2 separate regions of the Anas platyrhynchos genome follow, and region 2 is linked to region 1. A link is a contact called in public Hi-C data. All regions are on one chromosome and are shown on one strand. The core of a region is the stretch at or near the end of the contact, and the rest is flanking DNA. Distances in the headings are between cores, read along the strand shown. Region 1 has its middle 13 kb from the start of STARD13. Region 2 overlaps STARD13 (StAR related lipid transfer domain containing 13).

Evidence for each region. Hi-C and Micro-C count contacts between places; a contact is called where the count stands out from the background.
Region 2: a contact with region 1 is called in a Hi-C map of subcutaneous adipose tissue, with 2.4 times the contacts expected there. The contact joins two enhancer-like sites. A contact is called at or near these places in 5 of 8 Hi-C or Micro-C datasets (F1 follicle, liver, skeletal muscle and 1 more).

What each region holds. Positions count from the first base shown.
Region 1 is chr1:183,406,110-183,411,655 of IASCAAS_PekinDuck_T2T, reverse strand. No RefSeq gene overlaps it. Among named protein-coding and RNA genes, the nearest start is that of STARD13, 13 kb to the left of the region's middle. Within about 2 kb of position 2,430, at least 1 of the 8 cell types and tissues checked has an H3K27ac peak or open chromatin away from gene starts, as enhancers often do. A contact at or near this core is called in subcutaneous adipose tissue, where this site is marked.
Region 2 is chr1:183,481,124-183,486,669 of IASCAAS_PekinDuck_T2T, reverse strand. The region is part of intron 2 of STARD13 (StAR related lipid transfer domain containing 13); the gene reads right to left. Among named protein-coding and RNA genes, the nearest start is that of STARD13, 62 kb to the right of the region's middle. Within about 2 kb of position 2,684, at least 8 of the 8 cell types and tissues checked have an H3K27ac peak or open chromatin away from gene starts, as enhancers often do. A contact at or near this core is called in subcutaneous adipose tissue, where this site is marked.

The sequences.
Region 1 (5,546 bases), core at 1,181-3,680:
ACATAGCGAAACGAGAAGCAGTTTGAATCCTTGCCATACTTTTGAGACAAGACATTTTTATAAATTCAAATAATTTAGGAGAAGATTCCAAAAGCCTTTAGGTGCCTATGGCATAGCTCAAGCAGAATGGAGATGCCTGAATTCAAGTGAGTGAGTCACAAAAATTCTGCCTGTGGCATGCATACCTGAAAGGCACCTCAGCTGTCATCAGTAAAGTTATTTAGGCACCTAAAGTACAACTAATGCATATTCCCAGAGGCCTTCTTATCTTGGATGAGGTGAGTGTCTCAGCAGATATTTTACTTCACCTGTGTTTAGGCATTCTCTAACTAGTTTTCTGGATGCTTAAAATCCTTTGTAGATCAGGGATAGTTACACGCTGCTATCCTGTACCAACAACAATGAGCTCAGCACAAAGCAGAGTTCAAAGCCTTGCTGTTACCCAAAATCTTTTGAATGAGCATCCCTGTTGGGTGACACCCATCACTCGCACTACATAAAAGGTGAAGAACTACATGACTACTGGTAGGCATTTTCTTTTAAAAGAGTAAGCAAGCCATTCATACCCAAGCAGCAACTGAAGTGACTAAGAGGGAAGGCCTCTTTCCCAGGCACACAAATCAGAGGGAGAGGAGATAAGCAACTTCAGACACATCCCTCATTTCAGCATTTTCTCTGCATCTTTCTGCTTGGCATTTGGCTCTTGTAAATCCCACAGCCAGGTGCCTGACTCCATCCCTCAGCTGTACAGGATATTTAGGCAAGTAACTCAGGACTGTATATTTCTCTTTCCCAGCTGGGCACCAGAAAGTCAGGTCAGATGTCATCAGACCTGGTTCCCTCTGTATCTGAGCTTTTAGTACTTTTTTATTTTTTTCTTCATAACAGATGTTACTGTAAACCCAGATTCTGGCATACACTGGTCCAGAACTGCTAAGGAAGGACTGATTTGTCATCAAATTAATAATCAGAAAATCTGATTATTAATCAGAAAATCTGATTATTATTATTATTTTCTTAAAGAACAACTTTTGAAGCACATGCCTTCTAAGAATAAAATACTATAAATAAAGAACTCTAGATCATACCAATCTTGCCTAGTATTCCTGCTGCTATACTGAAAATGTCCTTATTGTAAGTGTAATGTCCATATTGAGTGTAAATTCATTGTTTTTAGTTTTCAGTGAATATTGCCAGCATGGCAATATTTTCTGTAAATGTGAAATTATCTAAATATAGGTCAACACTGCACCCAGTAGTACAGAAATTAAGGCTACCATGAGAACCAAACATTTGTGGAGCACCTCTGTATGTCCATATCTCAGCATATGACTGGGAAGGACCAAGTGGATTTACTATTCTGCAGACGCATGGTATGTGCAGCTAAAGGGAGGAAATAAAGTGCATTTTACAGTTGTCATCTGACCACCTGAGGACTGATGTTTTCTTCCCTTTCAGAATTAAGACAGCAGCTGTTGGAACAGCATATACAGACATGATTAAAAATAGCACATCCTTAACAGACAGTTTAAGCCAATATATAACTATGTAAATAAATATGCTCATGTCTGTTGGCCAAATGTTTTCACGATGTGAAATAGCACATATAGGATTGTGCTCCAAAACACAGGCTACAGAGAAAGTTCATCTGTGGAGGGCAAAATGAGAGACACAATGAAATGAAGGTCATTTTTTTGGAAGGTGTCTGTTATAAACAGTCAGGCACCTGAGGGATACTTGTTTTTCCTCTGTGCTTAGGATTTACCATTGCTGAATGAAGGCAGAATTTCTTCAAGATCAACAGAATGAGCAAAACATTAATTTCATAGCAATAGTCTTTGTAAGGCCATATTCCCACAGGCTCTGTAGAGCTGACACACGGGATCCTCCCAGTTTCCCCATCCCTGCCCTGCTACTGACTCTGGCCCACAGGGACTGCTCAGGGCTCTGCACTTGCCAGAACACGCACCCCAGGCACCTGCAGAGCAAACCCCGCTGTGTTGCTCTCAATGAAGGAAGTAAGGGGAAGAGCTACTTTTTTTTTTTTTTTTCTTCTTTTCTACTTCTTTTTTTCCTATTTCTACACTGATTTTAATGAAACGGGTGGGAACTTATTTACCAGTAAGATCCTTCATTGTCAAATGTGGCCAGAATTAGCTGGAGAAGATGTTTCTGGGGCTTGGCATTTATGCAAGGATCTATATGTTTGCTGGCCAGCTGCAGCATCTCTGAAAATATCTGTGCTTCCCACAACCTATGGATCTGCCTTGTCTCATTTTGTTCAGTCTGGTGTCCGTGATTGCTACAGATCTCAGTGTGTGTGGTGCTGTTCCCTTTTTACATTGTTTCCACTATTTGTTTTGGGATGTTTCCCCACTATGGGCTTGCGTGTGGAAACTCAAACCCATCCCAGTGGCGGGTGTCCAGCAGCAGCCTCCTCCACGCTCCTTCCAACGCCACCACCCTGACCAACCTTCCCGACGGTACTGCGTGCTGGTACACCGCCCCATGCTCCTGGGAAGTTACTTCAACAAGCCTGGGGACAGAGATCAAATGTAAAGTTTCAGCTAACTTCATCCATGGCACTTGGCGCTCAAATACCTTCCAGTGCTGCTCTGAATGCTGTGCAACTCATAACTCCGTGTATATCTACCTCCCGGTGGCTGTTTCTGGAGCTCTGACTGCCATTAATGCTCACAAATATTTAGCAGTAATGAACTGCCAGAAATGTCAAAGCCAGGAAGTAAAAAGCTACACCCACGATTCTTTGTACATTTTATTTCACTTTCATTAGGGCATAGCGAAACAGAGAAAATAGCTTCAGAAATGTTCATTTAGCCAGTTAGAGGAAAACGTGATTTTTAGTGTGATACTTGCTGCTGTATTTATCCATTTTCTCTGCTTGACCTTTTCCAGATCAGTCTCTGCTGTTTAGAAAATAGGCTGCCTTTGGTTCTTGCTAGATCTTTACCAAACATCAAATGGTTTTGCAGACATGCATGAAGAGATCAAAGGTATTGATAATTACCTGAAATCTGCTTGGTTGTGCCTTTCAAACTAATACGCTAGTAGGAGTTAGCTACGATATATATTACATTGAATAAAACTGAGAGAGTTTTGGAAGTTTCACTTGCAAGATTCATGATCATTCACAGTTTTGAGATAAACTACACTGCTAAATATCCCTAATTATCCTAACACTCATGTTGATTTCTCCCCTTTAGCAATTGAAGCTATATTTCATTCCTTTTTCAAAAAGTGAAATTGTGAGCTAAGAAACATTTGCAGCATCCAAACACGCACTCTCAGTCTGTCAGGACTTAAACAGATGCACAATTCATGAACTGAAACTACATGATATAACAACTCAACTATTTATTGACTTGAAGCAAAGCTTGTTACTAACAATAGCCTATTCAGACCAACCTTTCTTTTCTGATAAACACACTAAAACAAAAAACCATTTGGATTTCTCTCTCTTTCTCTCTCTCTTTGAAATACAGATGAACCCATTTTAGTTCTTATCATAGACAGGGAATGCTTTCTGATTTCTTTAGATAATTTTGAGCTTAAAGTTTTGCTTTAAAAAAATTTTGCAGCTTTCCTTAGAGGAGGATATTCCAGAGCAGCAGAAAATACATTAATTCATATTCTCCATCAGCTTGCTCACTTCAAGGTTGTAACAAAGTTCATCCCAAAATGATGTCAATAATTTATGTCAGTAAACATCTGTGTTCCTAATACACTGAATAGTTCATCATGCACATGACTCATATTTAAATCATTCATTCCAAGTTTTTAAATTATTAAGTGGAAAACAAGAAGAATGGAACAAAACTGCAATGTTTCACAGGAAAATCAAATTTTGGAAGCTCTGATCTTCTGAATAATCACAAAATCATTTAAAATGGTATGCAGCAATGGTGGAAAAAGCAGTAAATGGGCATAATATTGGAAATTTTGCTGTGATCTATGTTAGACACTCAGTGATGCCAGAGAAACATCTATCTTTAAATGTGAGCAACATGCATATTGAAAAATATATAGATGGATGAGACCAAGTATCAGTCGATACTAATAGAAATTTTGATCTCCTGTTTGCACTAGCAAAAACAGAAATAATGCCATAATCACTGCATTAGAGAACAATGCACTGAATTTATAACAGCTTAATGTCTTCTGTGTATGCAGTTTTTCAATGTAACTCAGACACAGAATTTATTCACAATTCACATTTTGTGATGGACATACATCCATCACAGCACCATTCAGCCAAATGACTCAGGAGGTCACTGCTGCAGAAACTTGTTTTTATTTGTGTAGGAAGCCATTATAGGTTTCTTAAATAAAAAAAAAGGCATGATAAGAGGAATTGGGGCTCTGGATGCAAAAGTGGAGGAGCTCAACAGGAAGGACTAGTGAATACCCATATGTAACCACAATACTGTTGGAAGATTCCAGGGCAAATTCACTTGAATAAATGAGTTGTCCAAGAGAATTATATCAAAGTTTTTCATTTGCCAGCAGTCTAACTTAATTACAAGCCTCTAGCTTATTGTTAGGTGGGAACTACTTTAGTTTTTCTTGTGGGACTTGGTTAATTTTGTATAACATCCAAATAGAAAAGGAAACCAGAGGGTGAGTGTCAGGATGTGTCTCTAGCACAATGGGTTGGGTGTCCTCCTGGAAATCTCTTACCCTGGGCTCTCAGCAATGTTTCCAAGTGAAACAATGCCAACACAAGGGGGTGACTCCTTTCTCCTTCCCTCTTGCCACACCTGGTTGGCTGGGACACCAGACCAGGGTATAAGAAGGTTGAACCTGGCCCCCACACCCAACATGATCGACAAGTCAAGGTCCTGGAAAACCCTGAAACCTTTGGTCAAATTCAGCCTGACTGAGGTCATATGAGCAGTTCCCATCCCAAAAGACTGGTTTCTTGGAAGGCCAGGAGAGCAATGGTGATTCCCAGGCAGTCCCTGGGCCATGCTGCCACTTTCAGTGCTGTGCCCAGTACTAATGGAGCTTTGGGGACTCAACTGTGGATGAAACCTCGCACTGATCCCCTGGGCAGGTACAGCTATGGGGGCACAGGCATATGGTACTGGACTTGCTGTGTGCTCCTGATGGCATGGATTTGCCAGAAGATTGTTCCACCTGGGGAACAAAAAGCCACAAGTAGTAGACTTCTCTTATTGTCAAGGATGCCAAGGATGGACAAGCTGAAGGATCCCTTGCTCTACCTGCTGCCCAGACATCCAAAGTTAGCCAGGAAACTTCCACTAAAAGTCCTTTAAACATAAACATGTAATGGCTAAAGGCACAATCTCCCATCAGATCACTAGGATTAGGTCTTTTACTCCCCCAGGAGAACGGGTACCAAGGAGAACACTTTTCTACTGCAGATCCTGTACCAAATCTTATAGTCATAAAACTCCCTAGAAGTACTTCTTCAAATTATTATTGTTTTCTGCCTTCATCAGTTCATGAAAGCTCAGAAGAACTAACTAAATTTCTTTTGAAAGGAATTACAAATTCTGAAGAAT
Region 2 (5,546 bases), core at 1,435-3,934, 75 kb before region 1:
CTGCCTGAAAGTTTAGACCATGTGACTAAGTGCACAACCCAATCACTTATTAAATTCAGACAGGCTTGGTGCAGTGACTACGTCCCTGGGGAGCCTGTTCCAGTGTGCAACCACCCTCTCGGTGAAGAACCTCTTCCTAATGTCCAGCCTAAACTTCCCCTGCCTCAGCTTGATGCACCCCAGGGTACGGTTGGCCCTCCTGGCTGCCAGGGCACACTGCTGGCTCATATTCAACCCGCTGCCAACTACAAACCCCAAATCCCTCTCTGCGGGGCTGCTCTCCAGTGTCTCATCGCCCAGTCTGTATGTAAAGCCAGGGTTGCCCCATCCTAGGTGCAGGACCCGGCAATTGCTCTTGTTAAACTTCATGCGGTTGGTGATCGCCCAGCTCTCCAATCTGTCCAGATCTCTCTGCAAGGCCTTTCCACCCTCATACGAGTCCACAACTCCTCCAAGTTTGGTGTTGTTGGCAAATTTGCTCAGAACACCATCTAGTCCTACACCCAAATCATTTATAAAGACATTGAAGAGGACTGGCCCTAAAATGGAGCCTTGAGGGACCCTACTAGTGACCATCCGCCAGCCAGATGTGGCCCTGTTTATCACAACCCTTTAAGCCCTGCCCGCCAGCCAATTGCTCATCCATCGGATGATGTTTTTCTTAAGTTGTATGCTGGACATTTTGTCCAGTAGGATCCTATGGGAAACCACATCAAAAGCTTTGCTGAAGTCCAAAAAGATCACATCAGCTGGTTTCCCTTGATCTAATATACCCATGTGGAGCCCAGAGGACTCCCCTGTGCCATGACCATGTCAGACACTGATGTGTACAGAGTAAACTTTACTGCTGGTTGCTGAGAGAAAGGGAAACAAGTGAGACTTGTGGAAAGCACAGTGTTTGCCTGGAGATCAGTAATTCAAAAATAACATGAAAATGTAAATTCCTGGAGATTTACAGTTAAAAATAACATCCAGAACAGTAACAGTCGATACAAGTGATCGTGGTGGTATTATAAAAATGATCTCATGGCCCTCATAACACTTCGGAGACATCAGACATAAACCCCATCAAGGGTAAAGCAAACTTTGGGGAAAAGCCTTCAAAGACCCTAGAAGAGAAGCCACCATTAGGCTCAACTGCAGCACAGACACACTGGAGGAAGCGCCAGTGCCTTCCTCTTGCTGCAGGCCCCTGAACAAAGTAAGCTGAGTGGCGTATCCCAAATTGGAGCCGGGTAAGCACTGCCTCGCCTGGAGCAACCCAAGCCAATACCGGCACCACACTCGCCCCATTGTCGGCTGTGGGCAGCAGGTAACTGCTAACAGGTCGCTGAGGCACGCTGTGCTTCCCTCAGTACTGCTGCAGCTCAAGTAGGCCTTTGTTTAGTATTAGTAAAAGAGTAACTACAATTATTAAGACGCTATTATTAGTTAATAGTTGAATTAAGCAAGGATTTGTCTACTGCCTTGATAACTGGAGCTAATCAGGCAGCTGTCAGCGCAAACCCTGACGAAAGCTGGTGCTCGGCGTGTGGCCAAAGGGCATTGCAGGTGCTGAGAGCTGTGAATCGATCCCTGCCTGACAGTGCCAGGGCTACCCCGGCAGTCTGACACTACACCCAAGTCGTTTTTCTGAAAATAACACTGTCAACATTTCCTTGAACAACGCTGGAACATATTCCAGAGATCAAGATGGTAAAGGATAAAGACAGAGGTGCAGCAACATCTGGCAAATTGCTCTATGTACATGAAGAACCTATCGTCAAATGCTAAGTGCCAGCGTACTTAAAATATAATAAAAAGTAATTAGTAATAGCAAGTGTTCCCATGTATTATAGCACAGCTATTCCCTGGTGTTTTTTTGTTTGTTTTTAAGAGTAAGAATCACATGGTACTTCTGTGGGGCCTATACTACATACAAACACATAATTACTAAAGCCACTCTTGACAAACATGAATCTGGTAAAATGGTACTTGTACTGTCATTATACTTATTACAAAACACACACACACACACAAAAATATAGAGAACAAAAGGGGTACTTTCCAAGATTCACAGGCATTCATGGGGTTCTTTCAAATTTGGTATTATTCCCTGCCCTAAAGTTCTCACAGTCTACTGTTGAGGAGAAATATCCAGGTTAGCAATACCCTTCTAAGCAGGAATCAGAAATTAATAGAGAAAATAACTGATGAAAGACATGCTCTTCAATTAAAGAGTACTCAAGGAAAGCTCTGCAAAAGATTGTTAAACACAATCTATGGATTTGTTGAGTGTTAAATACCTATTAATAAACCTATTTACTTATTTATTTTTTAAACCCATGACTGTATTAACCAGTCTTGAAACTCCTGGGGCTTAGTTTCTGTGCATTTACGACAGATGCACTCGTAACATCACGGTGTTTAGTGATGACCCTAATTTTGAAGCAGCAGCTTCCACATCCAGAGACCCTCCCTGGAGTTTTGGGGTCACAATACTCTAGTCCAACCCATTCAAAGGCAGCACAAAGTCTTTTTTCTAAAATTCTAAATTTTCTAAATTTTCTGAAAGTCTTTTTCTCTAAAAATCACACAACTGAGAAAGAACAAAGAAATGTTTCCTACACTTTAGCCTGAAGAGCAATTAGCTAACATCATAACCCTGAGGACATCGGATTGCACACAGACTCCTCAATATCTAGCAGAATAACTTTAATAAAAAACGACTTTCCACCCTTTGCACGGACAAACTTTATTTCAACCGAAATCACAGGGCAGGCAATGCTGCCTTCACGTTTTTAGGGCCAAGGGCAGAACTCGGGGCCACCCCCCCGGGGCCGCCATGCTGGCGGCGGGGCTGTGTGGGGACGGGAGGGAGGGGGGGGGGCGGGGCGGCTTCCCGCCCTTCCTTCCCGCCAACAATGGCCGCCGCCCGCGCGCCCAACGGCCCCAGCGCGAGCCCGAGCCCGCCCTTTCCACCAGCTCGCGCGGGAGGAGCAGGGGGCGTTGCCCCGCCCCGGCCAGCGCCCCGAGGTGCGCGCGCAGCACCGCCCGCCCCTCTCCCGCCTCCCCCGAGCCCCGCCCCTTTGGTGACGTAGGCGGGGTGGGCGGGGCCAGGCGGCGGCCGGCAGCTCGCGGGGCGGCGGCGCCACCTGGCGGGCGCCGGCGGGAGGCGGCGCCCGCGGCTCGGGAGCGCGCCCTGGCGGCGCGGGCGGGAAGCGCGCTCCCGAGCCGTTGGGGGCTGCGTGAGGGGGTCGGGAGCGCGCCTTGCCTTGCCTTGCCTTGGGGGGGGGACCGCTGCCCTCTCCCCGTCCCTCCCGGCAGCCGCTGGCCGCCCTCCCGCTGAGGGGAAGGGCTGAGCCGTGCCTGCAGAGGGCGAGGCTGAGCGCGGAGCCGCGCTCCCCACCGCCTCTCCCTCAGGGCCGTCAGGGGAACGAGCCCGGGGAGGCTGCGGGGAGCCCACGGGGGGCCCCGGGCCGTGAGGGGGGCGCCGGGCTCGGCCCGTGCCCAGCGGGCTCCGTCCCGCTGCCTCCTGCCGTGAGGGGCGGCCGCCGCCGGGCGCCTGCACAAAATGGCGCCTCTCGGGGCCCTGCCTCAGTTTCCCCAGCGGGAAACGGCCAAGCTGAGTTACCCGAGGCCTAAAATCACCTAAACACACGTTTTCTGAAGTATTTTTTTCGGTTACACCAGTTAGAGTGCCTCACAAGCATCCAAGCAGAGTTACCCGGGATCCAAAATTATCCAAACACACGTTTTCAGAAGCAATTCTGCAATAACACGTGCTGTATGAGCACCACACTTAATAAGCGCCTAATATCTGCACAGGCGTTTCTGAATTGTACGTGGACAATCTTCTGTTGTAAATGAAACGAAGCCAGGATAAATAACACTGGTGCAGGCATGACCGATTCTGCTCAACTTCAGAAAAATAATTATGTCGAACCTGATGTTTGATTAAATTGCCTTGATTTTGATAGTCTTTTATGAATAGCAGCATCTGAATGGGTAATTTCAGGCAGTTACACGTGTAAAAATTACCCAAATCCTAATAGCTAGGCAATGCTGGCTGTCAGAGGCGCGCTGCTCCAGCTGAAATCATAATTTTGTTTGAACCGCTTGATCCTACTGCAGTTTCCCTTGGTGCAGCTGATTGCTTTTGCTGGTGGCGAGGCAGAGCTCACCTCTGGTATTTGAATACAAAAGCAGACTTCAAAGACTGGAGAAAATTTTTTAAACTCATGTATTTCAGCTCAGGACAAGAGATAAATGACTAAAATTTAGTGTTTATGAAAGGGTTTAAAATTTACTTATTTTGTTTGGCATATTAAAATGAGCCCAATTGTGCAGTTTTGGAGACCCTTTTTTGATCTTTCTTGTGATACGAAGTCTTTTTTTCAAAGTCCATTACATTGGGGAGCATGAAAGGGAAGGACATGAGGAGGGAGGGAGGAAGAGCAGAAATCCTGGATGCTGGAAGACGAAGTCAGACCATAATCACAGTGCCTTTAATTAAGAAGTGCAAAGTCTGGCAAAGCATCAGATGCATATTTGGAGGCTCAGCCTCCTACCTTGACATCAAATGGCAATCAGGAGAAGCTGGTCACAAGGAGAATCAAGGCCCTGAAGCCTAAATTATGCTACACTACAGCTCCCAGTGCCAGGGGATCTTAATTTTAATTGTGGTCCTTTGTCATTTGGATCAGCACAGATGATAATGAATAAAATTCCAATTTCTAATCTTCCATGATAAATAAATCTCAAATATATTGGAACAGATCTATCAAAATAGTTTTAAATGGCTTTTAAAAATCTTTTTTATTTATTTTTTTATTATTTTTTTATTTTCTGCAGACTGGTCTAGCTTCATTTACTTTTTGTAATAGCCCTTTCCTTTACATTTTCCAATAAGTGTTCATTATCAGAATTTATAGTTTTAATTAAAATGCTAAATAAATTTCCTCAGAGTTTCTTCCATTATATTTTATTCACTCTTTATTTAAAATAATTATATTTTAACTATTTCATACTAAGAGAACAAAGTCATATTCTTCAGACTTGGCGCTTGTTCAGCTACTGTGGAATTTCACCCCCTATTTTTGAATAAAATTATTCATATACTGTTCCATATATATATTCATAGATAGCTTCAAGCCAGTTTGAAAGATAGGGAAAAGTATCAGAGAGATCAAACTTCAAAGTTTAATCACAATTTGGGTCTGGATAGACATGAGAGAGTCGATTGACCGCCCACAACAAGTTAAAGCCGAGGAGATTTCAGCCCTAAGTGTTTCTGAGCAGCTGATGATGAGCATAACTGACTGGTCAGAAAAAGTACATATAAATGACATTTTTTTTCCTTCATAGAGGGCAATTAATCCCTGATCAAGAAATAGGAAGAAATATTGCATTGTGAGGAGGGTGTTGGGTTGTTTGGTTCTTGTTTGGTGTGTCACTCAGTCCACACGCTGTCATTTTCCTCCTTACTAGGAGGAAGGGGGTCTCTCAACATCTACTGAGAAGGAAAACACCCATTTTTTCTGAACAGCTGGTCCTTGCCAAGCCCC